2 separate regions of the Mus musculus genome follow, and region 2 is linked to region 1. A link is a contact called in public Hi-C data. All regions are on one chromosome and are shown on one strand. The core of a region is the stretch at or near the end of the contact, and the rest is flanking DNA. Distances in the headings are between cores, read along the strand shown. Region 1 overlaps Alk (anaplastic lymphoma kinase). Region 2 overlaps Alk (anaplastic lymphoma kinase).

The links. Hi-C and Micro-C count contacts between places; a contact is called where the count stands out from the background.
Region 2: a contact with region 1 is called in a Hi-C map of CD4 T cells, with 5 times the contacts expected there. The contact joins two enhancer-like sites. A contact is called at or near these places in 4 of 484 Hi-C or Micro-C datasets (CD4 T cells, cortical neurons, embryonic retina and 1 more).

What each region holds. Positions count from the first base shown.
Region 1 is chr17:71,984,957-71,988,230 of GRCm38.p6, forward strand. It overlaps Alk (anaplastic lymphoma kinase), which reads right to left. Exons shown (of 29, transcript NM_007439.2): 7 at 468-599. Among named protein-coding and RNA genes, the nearest start is that of Gm41613, 140 kb to the right of the region's middle. Within about 2 kb of position 1,690, at least 37 of the 459 cell types and tissues checked have an H3K27ac peak or open chromatin away from gene starts, as enhancers often do.
Region 2 is chr17:72,177,792-72,181,482 of GRCm38.p6, forward strand. The region is part of intron 4 of Alk (anaplastic lymphoma kinase); the gene reads right to left. Among named protein-coding and RNA genes, the nearest start is that of Gm41613, 50 kb to the left of the region's middle. Within about 2 kb of position 2,115, at least 20 of the 459 cell types and tissues checked have an H3K27ac peak or open chromatin away from gene starts, as enhancers often do.

The DNA of each region.
Region 1 (3,274 bases), core at 440-2,939:
ATTCCATGCCCAAAGTTATCAGCTTCAACCAGGGCTGGACTCTCCTGACCCACTTCATGGGTAGTCATGGCAGCCCTTGTCTTCCAATAGTCTCATGACCTTCCTTTTCTTCACCACGATCCTGACCCCAGGTCATTGTGGGGCCCACATGCTTCTTAGTGACACTTACTTTTTTTTTGTCTTTCCTCTGTTTCACTTGGCCTGAAAATTGATGCTGGTTTTCAGCTACTCTCTCATCAAAGCTCCATATCTTAATAACTAAAGTGACACTGAGATTGGACATGTTTAATAATTCTAGAGCTCAGGAAGGGACAAAGAGGAGATTGGGTGTGAGTACCCCAGGTAAGCCTTGAGCAGAATACTGCACGGGAGGAGATGCCTTGTTGTGCTGGGTTGGGGGTCCTACGACTCTTGCAGTCTACTTAGACACAGGGTAAACGTCAGGGAGAAGGGAAGAGAGGTAGTACCTTGGTGGCCCTGGGAATGGGCATCTCTTAGGGTCCTCACTTGCCACCGGGGCATATGGGGTGAGAGTGGACTTTGGGTCCAGCCACAGAAGCCATTTTCAAAGTTACAGTAAAATCCAGCAGGAAGTTTACCTGTGGAGAGATCACAGGGCATCATCATTACCAGTACACTAATGGCAAACATTAGCCACATTGTTCTCATCCATGGTGGTCACCCAGTGAAAAGATTGCCCTCCCCCACCACTCTGTGTGTGTGTGTGTGTGTTGGTTAGTGACTATGATGCTTCATTTAAAGTGAAATGGTAATAATAAATTCATAGCTCAGTCTTGTCTATAACAAAAAGGCTCAGAAATGCTAAACAAATTCAAACAGCCAACTGTCATCCCCCTGGGACCCATATTGTCTCAATTCTATACTCTTAATTCTGATCCACAAAGAGCATGTTTGAAGAGAGGACAATGTATTAGCTAGGGGGTACACATCCGCAATGGCCGAGGGAGTTCTAACTGGGCATGGTTGGTTTGAGTCTCATATCATCCCTGTCTGCATAGACAGATATTGTTCAAATTTTTCTACTGGCCCCATTTGGCTGGCAGAGAAGTGAAGCCACGTGCTGAGTTCTGAGCAGATTGTTAGTTAAGTGGAAGCTGGGTGTGTCTCATATTGGCGTTAGTCTGAGACTCTTCAATCTCCCTTCCTCTGCTGTAGTAGGGGTCTCTTGTTCCTCTAGTGGGCTTCAGCCAGCCTGAGGCCCCACCCACCTCAGTGCTCATTGGACAGGGGCTGCAAATGCAGGTTTAAGTTGCTGATATTTGGGACTGTTTCACTCCTGTAAGGTCACCTGGGCAATCGTGCTTAAACAGTCCGGGTTACAATGGTCTCTATAGCATGTAAAGATTCAGCAGCAAGGGGGCCTGTGATTCTCAGCCGCCAGGGAGACCATGACCCTTTCTTTTATATCCGCTTTCTACGCTCTACATTTCCCGGGTGTCTCCCAGAGGAGAGGAAAGAGAATCCACTTCCTCCAGCTTCCTTTGAGAATGATTGGCTCTAGGCGGGGTTCTCAGGCAGGAGAACTGGTGGGGCATTCTCCTCTAGGCTTTTCTTACAGCCATCCCCGTCCCCGCAGCAGCTCCAGGCCTAGCTATGAGAAAGCAGCGGCTTTCTACCTCCGCGTGGGAGAGAAGCTCTCTAAGAGACCCACCGCTCTGCATGTCCTTCCTGTGTCTCAGCCTTCTTGGCAGTGGTGGCGGATGAGGGCCCTCGTGCTTCCTGGTTGTGACAGCACTGTAGTGAGTTATTACTCTCTCCCCCCTGATTCTCTGTGCATTTCACACAGAGGCAGAATTATAAATTAAAACAGGCTGTCACTGACTCTAAGCATCTCTTCCCATTTATACCCCCCTGAAGAAATCATTTTCCCTCAAGCCCTGCGTGTTCTTCTGATTAAAAATCCAAAAGCTAAGGAGATCTTTCTGTTTTATTTTTTCACTCCCACCTCAAGGGGATCCCATATTCAAGTCTTGCACAGAAACCAACTGGTGTCTAGAAGTGACCTTCTAGGAAGGTGTTTCACAGGCATGCTTTAAAAGCCAAGGATTGCGGGGGTGGGGTGGGTGGGTGGGGAAGAGAGAGGTTGGGGGCATTAGGAGGCTGGGGGCTGGGAGGGTGGGAAGCGGGGCGGGGAGGGGAGACAGGCTTGTGGGAGGAGTCAGGGCAGAGAACAGTCTTAGAATGCCCCGCCCCAAAACCTTTCGGGTACTGGCACCACAGTTGTATGCAAACCTAGGGGCTCTAGACCCTGCCTTTCCTTACTGCTGGGCTCCCGACCCCTCACTATTTCTGTAGAGTCGGTTACTATTAGATAGGGTTGGTTTTAGGATAAGATAAAGGAAGGAGGTGGCAACCCTATTATACACAGCTACTTACCGCCACACCACTTTCTTTTTGTCTGAATAAAGGGAAAAAAGACAGGCAGGAAAACAACGCAGGTCAATGGCAGGTTTATGTGACAGTTAAACCTTGAAGGGAGGAAGGGAGCCCAGAGTATGTCCATCTTTTAAAGCACATTAGAGCAGTGTGCTGTATAAGAAGTCACTCTGGAAGAAGCTGGTCTGGGTGTGTGTGTGATGGAGTCAGAAAAAAACATCGCTGAGGCTAGTTGCTGAGCATAAAGCTGGCCTGTAAGGCTGAGTCTATTAGCATTTAGCCTTTGACTGGCAGCTCTTCTCACTCTGCCCAGGCACCTACTGAGTACCCGCCCACTGCAGGACATTACTATCTATCTATGCATAGAAGGAAAGGATACAGGTCTGTTCCTTAACTTCTTGTCACTGAAAATGGGCTCCAGGGACCAGGTACCCTTCTGTGGCCGGTGAAGTTAGAAGCATGGGTTCCCTGGGCTCCACCCAGCCTGCTGGCTACCTCACACTGGAGAGGTGTCACTCTCCCAGAGTCCCCCTTCCTTGGGCATCCTAGGCCAGGCTTCTCATCGGCTAGTTGGCAAATGGAGTTTGTGCTGGGGGTCAATCAATCCCACTACATTTGGCAATTATGACACCCGATTCCACTCTAAGAGAGACAAATGGGTAGAGTCACAGGGACGTGACCCCAGCTACAGCTGCAGAAGCTGCCAAGTGTAAACGGCACGCCAAATGACACTTCTTTCCCCTCCCTTGTGACAACTCTGTTAACATTTTTGATAAATACGTGTTATACATTTCCTTGAAAATATGGAGTCATGGGAGAAATGTTAGAAGAAATACATCAAAATATTATGGTTATCTCGGAATGTCTGGGAGAGAGG
Region 2 (3,691 bases), core at 865-3,364, 190 kb after region 1:
GGTATCCTTCCTTTCCAGATAATCTTCAGAGTCAGGGTTTTCCAAGGTGACTGTGGCCATGAGGATGCCTACCAGCAGGCAGAGGTAGTGTTCTAGGGACCATAGGACTCCATCTTTTCTACACACACACACACACACACACACACACACACACACACACACACAGAGAGAGAGAGAGAGACAGAGACAGAGACAGAGACAGAGACAGAGACAGAGAGACAGAGACAGACAGAGACAGAGGCAGAGACAGACAACAGACAGACAGAGACAGACAGAGGCAGAGACAGAGAGAGACAGAGAGAGACAGAGGGAGACAGAGAGAGACAGAGAGAGACAGAGAGAGACAGAGAGACAGAGAGACAGAGACAGAGAGACAGAGTTTTCAGAATAGGGATCAGCCTTTGCTTATTGAATCCTTTTTTTGCATGATTCTTCATGCTTCTCGTTTTTCTTTATCTGATTCCATCAAACAAGTCACAACAAATGCCAATTGCTTTTACTGCTCGGGAAAGTGCTGGTAGTTCCCAGGGCCAGATACAGTGAACTTGTCAGTGGCTGGTAGATCCAACTTTTTAGAAATGGTGGCTCTTTGATTCAGAAGTTGAGATTTGGAAGGGACAAAGAAGGCTGGGATATTGTTTCTGAAGAGACCCAGGGGCAATGGCTTAAGCTACAGATGAGGAAGCTGCTTACAGTTAAAGGCAGAGTGTGTGTGTGGATGTAGAGACATTGGAATCCATATGTCCTACGGCTGGAGGAAGTATAAAATAAATGATGTAGCAGCTTTGAAAACAATATGATGGTGCCTTAAAAAGTTCAAAATAGAATCCCATCTGACCCAGAAAGTTCTCTTCTGGGTACATAGCCAAGAAAACGGAAAACAGAATCTTAAAGGGGTAATGTAGCTATGTTCATAGTCACACATTATTCAAACCAGAGAAAGGGTAGAAGCAACCCAAACAGTCAATATCCGAGTGGACAAAGCAAATAGTGTAGCATTAAGAGGAACATTACTCAGTCATCAAATGAAAGGAATTATGTATGCCACACCCTACAGTATTATTGAGTTTATGCTAAACTAAATAAGCCAGTCACAAAGGGGGACATAGTACATGATTCCAGTGATGGGAAGTACCTAGAATAGTCTAATTTATATAGACAGAAATTAGAGTGGTTGCTGAGGGCCATGGGGAGAGGACTCAGGAATTACGATGTAATAGCCATGGAGTTTCAGTTTGGGATGCTGGACAAGTTCTGGATATCGTGCTGCTGGTGACATAGCAAGATGGATGTGCTCAATGTCTGAGAGAGTCATTTTATTATGTATCTTGAATCATTTCAAAAATATCAATAAAAATCGGGGAAGGCACCTGAGTTTGTAGACCCAATGGCCTTTCATGCACAAGCCATAGGCTCAATCCCCAGCTCTATGTAAACCAGGCATGATGCTACACACCTGTAATCTCAGCACCCAGAAGGCAGGAGCATCGGGACCAGCTACACAGTGAGCTTGAGTCCCACTTGGGATACAGGATACAGGAGATCTTGTGTCAAAACAACAATAATAAAATATAAAGGGATACAAAAAAAGATAAAAAGAAGAGAAAGAATGCTTGCCATACCCACTGGGAGCAGGGTCGGACTTTTATGGTCCTTTCTGTGGACAGCGGTCAGGGCTTTAGAAGGCTTAGTATTTGACAGACCTGGTAGGGAGTTGACTCCAAGCATCTAGAGAAGCAAGGACTGCAGCAGGAATGACCTACCTTACAAGTCCTCTCTTCACTTAAGCCCCATGGCCAATAAAGTTCACTCAAGTCAGGCTTCTGGGACCCTGCTGGCTACTGATGATGGTGACCTATTTTGGCTGTCCAGTGGCTTTCCTAAGCAACCATGGAGAGGATTTCCAACAATTGTTTTGTGTTCTGTTGAGCATTTAAAGATCACGTTCACATGCTTGCCCATCTTTTGTGGGTGTGCTTAGAGCTGAGTCCTGAGCATGTCTGGGCTTGCCGAAACAGGAAGTCTGAAGTAGAAGGTGGTGAGGTGAGTACTCCGAGAAATAGCCACTGTGCTGCCCCTCGCTGGCTTTTTAATGAGAATATCGCACCATCCCCCAGCCAGTGGCAAGAATTAAGGAAGTTACGCTCGACTCTTAGTTGTTCTGGTGTCGGGCCTCAGCTAACATCTGTGTGTGTACTGAGATGGTATTTCCCCGGGTAATGCCCTGAGACGGTCTGGCTAAAATAGCAGCCACTGAAGCTGGGAGTCAGTCCCATCCCTGATCGCCTCAATCGGTATGTGTATTCCGGCTGGATTCCCAGGGGATTCGTAAGTACAGCAGACACTGAGCATCCCTGTACCGTGTTATGTAAGTGTGCCCACTCATGGGTATCATCTGAGATACATGATTAGAGCACTGTTCCAGCTTACCCTGTGAGTGTGGTTTGAGAGATGGTTTGAATGAAAGGAGAAAGGGTGAGAAAGAACACATAAGGAATGCAGCCACCCTGCCACCTGTAGACAGGCCGGGAAGTAGGAAACTCAAGGTCAGTTGTTAATGAGACACATGGATACACACATACACACTCGCCTGTGCCCTGTGCACACGCACACGAGCACGCGCGCACACACACACACACAGAGGAGCATGACCACAGTGTCCAGACCTCCCCATAATGGAAGCTACTAGTCTTCAAGAACACTGACTGTTGTGGGTGTTTAGAAGTAGCCCCGTAGTAGACTGTGTGCGCACTCATATTTAACAGTTTGGCTTTGACCCTTGAGCCTCACTGGCTCCCTCATCTTCTGTGGGAACATCTCTCACACAGTCCCACTTTTTTTTTTACATTAAAAGAAGCTTATTTAAAAGGAAAAAAAATAATCCAGTCAAGGTAGAAAGGCTTAAGGAGAACAAGGCTCCCTCAAGCATGGCGGAGGCTGTTTTAAGACTAAATTAGATCCGTGAAAGCTCTTTGTACTCACTTGTACAATTGCATCCTGCCTCTCCTACCCTCGTGATTTTTAATGAATATAAAGTCTGAAATCCGGGAGGAAAGAGCATTTTGTTTTTTTTCTCTTCCACATAAGTATTTCAGTCTTGGTTTCTTGGAAACCCTTGACGGCCTTGATTCATGAATGAATCTTAATCCCTCTCTCCTCCTGTTTGTCTAAAGGCAGTGATTCACCCCAAATTATGCAAAAAAATCAAGAACATGTAAACTGGAAGTTGGATTTCTTAGTACGTGTGTTTCTCTTCCTTTGTTCTCATTTATGCATGGTAGGATGTTATTTCACAACAGCTCAAAAGGACTTTTAGGCACACACGCTTACAATGAAGACTTTGGGGACTTAAAGTGCCAGAAGCACAGAGGTAGGGTCACACAGAGGTTTCTTAAAGACAACATCTAGCCAGACGGTGCAGTGGTGTTGGTATTTCTGGGTAGCATTTGCCATCATTCTATGGATCAGACCTGAGACCTGCCTTATCCTAATAAGGAGAAAGACTGAACAGCGGTTTCAGGCTCTATTCCCTGCCCCAGGGGACCCTTTGTGGGTCATGGCTGTGATGGAAGGTGACACACTGTGTCTGGAGCAAGGTGACAGGTGAAATTGTCCAGAATGTCCTCACATTCTTATAGCTCCTCTTACAGGGAAGAGGAAGGGGTCCCAGATGCTGAGGCAGGACAGCTAG